Regions from separate parts of the Ovis aries genome. Here region 2 is linked to region 1. A link is a contact called in public Hi-C data. All regions are on one chromosome and are shown on one strand. The core of a region is the stretch at or near the end of the contact, and the rest is flanking DNA. Distances in the headings are between cores, read along the strand shown. Region 1 overlaps ERC2 (ELKS/RAB6-interacting/CAST family member 2). Region 2 holds the start of WNT5A (Wnt family member 5A).

Evidence for each region. A called contact is a pair of places that touch in the nucleus more often than the background predicts.
Region 2: a Hi-C map of tail adipose tissue shows a contact between it and region 1, with 3 times the contacts expected there. The contact joins the promoter of WNT5A here to the enhancer-like site in region 1. A contact is called at or near these places in 2 of 16 Hi-C or Micro-C datasets (liver and tail adipose tissue).

Annotation. Positions count from the first base shown.
Region 1 is chr19:44,851,771-44,855,078 of ARS-UI_Ramb_v3.0, reverse strand. The region is part of intron 3 of ERC2 (ELKS/RAB6-interacting/CAST family member 2); the gene reads right to left. Among named protein-coding and RNA genes, the nearest start is that of ERC2, 210 kb to the right of the region's middle. Within about 2 kb of position 1,843, at least 2 of the 54 cell types and tissues checked have an H3K27ac peak or open chromatin away from gene starts, as enhancers often do. A contact at or near this core is called in liver and tail adipose tissue, where this site is marked.
Region 2 is chr19:45,664,038-45,667,749 of ARS-UI_Ramb_v3.0, reverse strand. It overlaps WNT5A (Wnt family member 5A), which reads right to left and starts at 1,569. Exons shown (of 5, transcript XM_004018630.5): 1 at 275-1,569. The coding sequence starts at 280. LOC132658184 (a long non-coding RNA gene) reads right to left here. Exons shown (of 4, transcript XR_009597432.1): 4 at 3,064-3,712.

The DNA of each region.
Region 1 (3,308 bases), core at 594-3,093:
ACATGAAAACTGACCCAAATTGGGCTCTCTCCCAGGTTCCAACTGGATCTATAAAAGGTAAATTTGAGAGCTCTGGGTTTGCTGATTTGATCATACGGACCAAGACAGCACAAGTGAGGCTTGTGCTCAAACAAGCTGGAACATCCTGGCAGTCCTCGGGCTCCTATTGCCAGCCCTTCCTCAGGGCCAACGGCATCCAGCGCTTGAATTCCACATGCTGCCCTTTCAGTACAGACTCCTTTTCTAATTGTGCTAGCTATGATTTCTTGCAACCAGAGTCTTAACTTCCACATACACTGCCTGCTCAGATTCTCTTTGCACCTTTTTAGGCACCCCTCTCTGTCTTCTCCAGAGAGAAAGCAAATTTGTTCCACCAGTCCCTTTGGTCTGCAACCAGGGAAAGTAAGCTCTATGAGAAAGTTACGGGAGACCCTCAGGAAACCACTCCTCTCCCGTAAGTCCTGGGACTCTCTGCCACTGCCAAACACTTTCTTATGGGAAACAGATGAGAATAACAGACTTTCCATAAAAGTTTAGTGAAAAGCTAACCAAATAAGGCAAAAAAAGATTGAATGAGATGTCACAAAGGGCCCTTAATTTCAGCACCAATTTAAAAAATGGGAGAACATCGCCCCCATGCCAGATCCCCAGAATGGCAACCCACAGTGACTCCCAGAGACTTGACTGCAAGCTTAGACAGCCCCTCTGTCATGCGCCCTGTAGTTCTGTGAGCCAGGCCAGCTCTAGGGCCAAGCACTGCTCACACAGTTGAGGCATCCTTCTTCCAGGCAAATTGAAACTAGCAGGCCCATAATCTGGCTCTGGCAGTCAGACTCCAGAGCCTGTGTACTACGCTCTACCTCTTCTCCCTCTGATCTTGTCACATCCCCCCATTTCCTGTCCAGTCCATCCCATACCCCATTCCAGATCAATCCTTCATAGGGACAGCTTTCCTACTATCAACTTCATGTTCAAATCCAGCAGCGGCATCCTTTCCCAGGCCAGTTGCAGAATGCCAGTTTTATTATGTCCTACTCTTTCATAAAACCCTATAGTGGTTTCCTAAAGCTCTTAACTGCTCACCATTGTCTACCATATCTCACAAAATCTCTCTTCAGGCCTATTCAGCCTGATGAAAGTCTCTCTCCTTCTTACTCACTCTGTTACAGGTATTCTAAGCCTGTGTTGTCCAGTATGGTAGCCACCAGCCAGGAGCGGCCAATTAATTCAGTGCCTTGGTTGCACTAGTTACATTTCAAGTCCTTAAGGTCACATGAGACTATGGCTGCCGTATGGCACAGCACAGCTCTAGACTTTGATTCTGACTATGGACCCAGCTGTCTGCTGCCTCCAGCCATTATAAAGCCAATCCTTTTGCCTCCAATACATCTTGTACTTTTCTTCGCAATGTTCTCCTTGAATTCTTTTTAACTCTTCAAGCCTCAGCTTACACACCACTGATCCACGAGAAGCCTTCTTTTTCCCCATGACTAGGTTAAGTAACCCTGTTAAACATTTCCAACCATATCTGATAACTGAAATGATTTAACTACATGCAATGCGTCTTTTTCCCCTAAAGATTGGCACTGTCTGTCCTATGAACATTTTTATCTACAGTGCCTGGTGGGCAGTCAATGCAGACTTCCACCTAATAACTTCATTCACAGGTACAATACTTTGCAAGAAGGGTAAACCTTAACCATCTTTCATTGTGGACTTCCTCTGATCCTCCCTGCCTCTCCTATTCTCTAGCCAAACTGCACACCCCACTGTCTTCTGGATCAGACCTTTGTGTTCCTACCCTTGAGATTTTGCTTGACTGTTCCCTGTCTTGCATCATGTCTGGCACACATTTTGCACTCAGCAAACATGAGGTGGCAGAGAACCACTGGATCTCAGACGGAGCCAACAACTAGAGATGATCTGTGGAGCTTGGATGACTACCAGGATAGAAATGCCAAAAGAGCGTTATCTTAATAACAGCAAACTAAAGAAGCTTCTGGGAAATGTGAGGAAGTTCAACATATTTTTTGGCAAAATGACCTTTTTAAAAAAATGGTAGTGTGAAGGTCAAACACTGAGTTACATATTGCATCACGGTAGCTGTCAATTTTTTCAGAAACATTTTGCCTAAGTGAAAATTGATATTTATGTTTCATTCTTTTGTTCTGTCTAAAAATTAGCACAGAGGACTTCCCTGGAGGTCCAGTGATTAAGTCTTTGCCTTCCAATGCAGAGGGTGCAGGTTCAATCCCTGGCTGGACAGCTAAGATCCCATATCCCTCACGGTTAAAAAACTAAAACAGAAAACAGAAGCAATATTGCAACAGATTCAACAAAGACTGAAAAAATGCTAAGGGGTTATTTTAAAAAACTAAAATTAACACATAGTTATACCTGTCGCCTACATTTTGTTAAATATAGGATTTGAAAACTCATTCTATACTATTAATTCCATTTGCCAGATGAAGGTCCAATCTAAATTTACTAACTTTATTCTCATTTATACAAATTTTGGCCCCAATATGAATATCTTCATGTAAGTAGGACCTCCTTCAAGAGAGTACAATCTTAACTCTCTATAACAAGTTAACATTCCAAAGATTGCCACTTCTTTTTTGTCTCACATTTGTGCTGTGAAGTTGTAACCTTAGATGTCTTCACAACCACAAACTAATCCCCTAAAACAGCATTATCTTCTTACTACCTACATGGAAACTGACTAGAGGAGACATTTTCCGAATCAGAAATACAGTGGATGATACAAGCCCATTCCCATTCACTTTATTATCTTTCAGGTAAAAGTGTCTTCAACTTTCCTTTCTCAGGTCTATGTTATTTATAAGGCGGTGACAAGTACAAAGTGATTTTTGTTTTTAGTCTTTCAGTCAGCTTTTTATTTTCTAGTTGATTTATAAATACAAGAGGTTTCTAATACACCTATCTGTGCTAGCCTGCTATACACTCCTAGAAAGTAAAAACATGAAAAATTTTGCAAGGCCAGAAAAATCAGAGGCTTTCATTTGTAATGCACCAACTAGAACAGCTTCTAAATTGCTTTATTAAGCCTAACTGGTATAAGTGGCTAACTTTCCCATTTAATGCAAAGCAACTCTTACTGTTCAGTCACTAAATCGTGTACAACTCTTTGCAACCCCATGGACTTTCAGGCTTCCCTCTCCTTCACTGTCTCCCAGAGTTTGCTCAAACTCATGTCCACTGAGTCGGTGATGCAATCCGACCATCTCAGCCTCTGTCACCCGCTTTTCTCCTGTCCTCAATCCTTCCCAGCATCAGGGTCTTATTAC
Region 2 (3,712 bases), core at 320-2,819, 810 kb before region 1:
CACTTTTTCTCCAAAGTCTAAAAAAGTTTGCAGAACTTTTGGTGGGACAAGAAGAGGTCTGTCTCCTGGGAGACCGAGGTAGTGCACGGGGATGGGGGGAGGGCGAAAGGGTAGGGGTCTCTGCCAGCTACGCGGGGGGTTCTAGCGTCTCCAGAGGTAGGAGAAATGGAGGGGGGTTAGGGAGAGGTGGGGGGGGGGGTCAGTTAACTTCCAAAAGAAAACAATGTAAAGAAAAAAAGAAGTGAGGAGCCTCGGCGGCACAGAGAACACCTACCTTCATTGCGAGGGGGAGGGGGGCGCGGAGAGGAAGTCGCCACCGGAGCCGAAGAACCGGAGCGGCGCGTCCTCGTTAAGCCTGAGGAGACGATCCTGCGCAGAGCTGCGGCTTCCTCCAGGGCTCGTCCGGCAGGCTCTGGGGACTGGAGCCTAAGCCGTCACTAGCGTTCGAGTCTGGGTGCCCGAGCCAGAGTAGCGCTGGGATGCGCGCGGGAACCGAGGGGGCGCCGAAGTCCGCCTGCCAGCAGCAGGAGCAGGGCCCGGCCGGCGCGCAACAAGGGAGCCGCGGGTCCGGCGAGGGCGCGCAGGCGACTGTTCCTCGGCGAGGCGCTCCCTCTCCAACGTCCATCAGCGACGGCGGTAATTAGGGCTTTCCAACCCCAAATGTGGGCGTGATTGTGCAAAAGACTTTACAACAAATAATAAAAAAAAAATTCTTCACAAGAGGGTGAAAAAAAATGCCCCACAACTCAACTCTGGCCCGGGGCGGGGTGTGGGGGAGGTGATCCCTGCGCCCAGGTGCCTCCGGTTCATTCACACCAGGATCCTGCACTTTTGGTGGCTCACGCCTCCCGATCGCCAGCTCCTCCTCTACGAGTCTGAGTCTGTGGCCGAAACGTCTGCTTCCAGGCGCTGATCCCGCGGCTGCGAGTGAGTGTGTGGACGTCTGTGTACACACACAGACACACACCCAAACACACCCCCGACACACACGCGCACTGCAGCTTGGGGGCCACAGAACAATCAGACGCGCACGGTTTTTTCTCCTGGAGATGCCGCTGAAAACGCTCCAGTCGTCATCCGAGCTGCCAGAGTCAGCGCCAACTTTTGTCCTTTCATTTTTAGGGTTTGGCAAAAAGGTGGGAGCAAACTGGTAAAAGTCGTCCCTGAAAGTTCTGCCTCTGGTGGGTTCGGGGTCGATGCGCGACTGCCCCCGGGGGAGACACCGGTTCCCCCTCCCTACCCTCTTCTTTCTCTCTTCTGGTTAGTCCCCCTCTCTTCCCCCGCCTTTCCAGGGAAAAGGGCGAAGAGGCGCGAGGGCCAGGGGCTTCGCAGAGGCTCTTCAGCTCCGGCGGTCCATGGCCGGCGTGGCTGCCCACCTCCTCGTTTGGCGCCGGGGCCGGAGGGGCGGGAGAGCAGGCGGCGGGCGGCGGGCGGCGGGCGGTCGGGTTCCGGCAGCGGCGAAGGAGCTCACTCGGCAGAGGCTGCACGGAACCGGACTCCGGGTGGCGGAGGCGGCGCCTGGGAGCTTGCAGCAAACTTCCACGCGATCCTGCGCCCCGCAGACAGACTGACCGACCGCAGGGACCACGTCCCCCCCCCCCCACCCCCCGGCCCTCCTGGCCAACTGCCTCCTCCTCTCCCTCCCTCTCTCCGGACTCCTCTTTCCCCTGGTGTTCTCAGAGAAAAAAAAAATTAAGTTGGAGAACCAAAGGCGGCTGGAAAGAAGGGGAGGGTGGGCGGGGGGCGGGGGGGGGCGGTGGATGGGAGGAAAAAAAAACTAACTTTGCCTTTGCGCATGCGTGGTGAGGCCGACCTATGACAAACTCCGCAGGATTTTAAAGCCGTACCACAAGCTGGGGTGCAGGGGGGCGTCGGGATACACTCCCAGCAGGAGCCCCCTTCTCTTGGCTTCCCATCCCCCAGGCATCTGATGAAAGAGAGAGGTCCATTCCTTAGCCGCAGCCTGACAGCCGCCTGGTGCTCTGCTCTCCTTCCAAAGCCGCCTACCCACTGGAAGGTGAACCCCAACTTCAGCTTGGACCCCTTGGCTCGCCTGTCCAAGGCTGCTTGCACGGGGCTGCACCCAGGCTGCCGCCATGCCACGGAACCTCTAGGAGGACCACCTCCCCATTCTTATCCCTGGGGGAGGGTCCCCAAGCCCCCGGGCTGGAAAAGAGGGTAAGTGCGCGAGTCCTGCCCCCAGTGTAGCAGATTTGAGCATCTGGCTGTGACCCAGTGCATCTAGAAGCGACCCGCGGTCCTGCCGGTTGGATCTTGACTGGTTCCCAATCTCAGGTGAGAAGCCTGCAAAGTTCGGCAAAATCAGGTTCTGCTGCAACTTCCAGGCACTTCCAGACACCTGTGGTTTGGGGGTCCTGCTTGGGCGGGGTTGCCAGATTGTTGCCTACACCCAGTATGCCAAGGGCGCCACCCAGGTTAAACCATGCCTCACACTGGAACACAGTTACTCTTCTCAGCTCTCGCCATCCCCAACCCACACCCTACATATACACATCACACACACCCACCCAACCACCCACACACACACCCCACATATACACATCACACACACACACACACACACACACACACACACACACACACACACACACACACCCCATTTCCGCAGTAACTCCAGCATGTACTTGACCTTAAGGCGGGTACTTGGGATGGTAGCTGTTTGTTCTTTCCATTCCCCACTCCCATCTCTGGCGGACTACCCCAGGGCATCGCCGCAGGTGCCTCCCAAGTCCCTTCCTGACCCTGACTTGTCCTACCTGACTGCACCCCTCCAAGGCCCTGACCTGCTGGGCGCATCAAAAGGGCAGTGTGAAGCTCGCTTCGTTTCATCAGGGGTGCGCGCAGACCTAAGGGCCAATACATGTTTACCTTCGATCCCCTTGGGACGCAGCCCATTCACCTGAATCCCCTTTCCGCTAGACCTTCTCTAGGCCTTGACCACTTGGGGGGCTATTTTCCAATTTATAATCTAGCCTTAGATCTGCCTATGGGAGAGAGGGTCTAAACAAAGAGGGGTCTCCGCTCGACAGGCCGCCCCCCTTCCCCGCCCCCTCCTCCGCCCCCGCAGTTCCCTCTCCAGTTCCTTGGCCCAGGTTGCAACCTGGCTTATCCGGGCCGTGGGGAGCACACTCTCATCCCAAGCAGGTGCCCCAGCGATGCCCCACAGACCCAGTTCACTCACGGAGGCTCTGACAAGTGGCCAGAAGTAAGCTGACTAAGAACACAGTTCCCCTGGTGGGGCTTGTCACCCAAGTGCTGGAGGCCAATGTTTACAAGATCCTACTGGCAGAATTTGCCCCCCCCCCCCACATACCATCAGTCCAGAAACACCAGCTTCCTCACCACAAATCTTTTTTTTTTTTAACATGTTGTATTAACTTGTTATATTCTGAATTATCTGAACAATTGCCTGCTTCTCTCCCACTGCCTTTGTTAGTGTGTGTAGACACAGCCCCAGCACTTTTATTTCCTGCTCTGCTGTCTTTTCTCTCCTGGAGAAGACACTAGAGCTGGGTTATGGCTGAGTATAAACTCTGAAGTCTGGAGTTCCAGTCCTAAAATTGCCACTTTCTAACTGTGAAACCTGAGACATGTCATTTAGCCTCTCAGAATCCTCTTAAACGCACACCTATGACAACAATAACAAAAATATTGATTTTGTTACAATATAAACAAAAACCAGAGAAATATG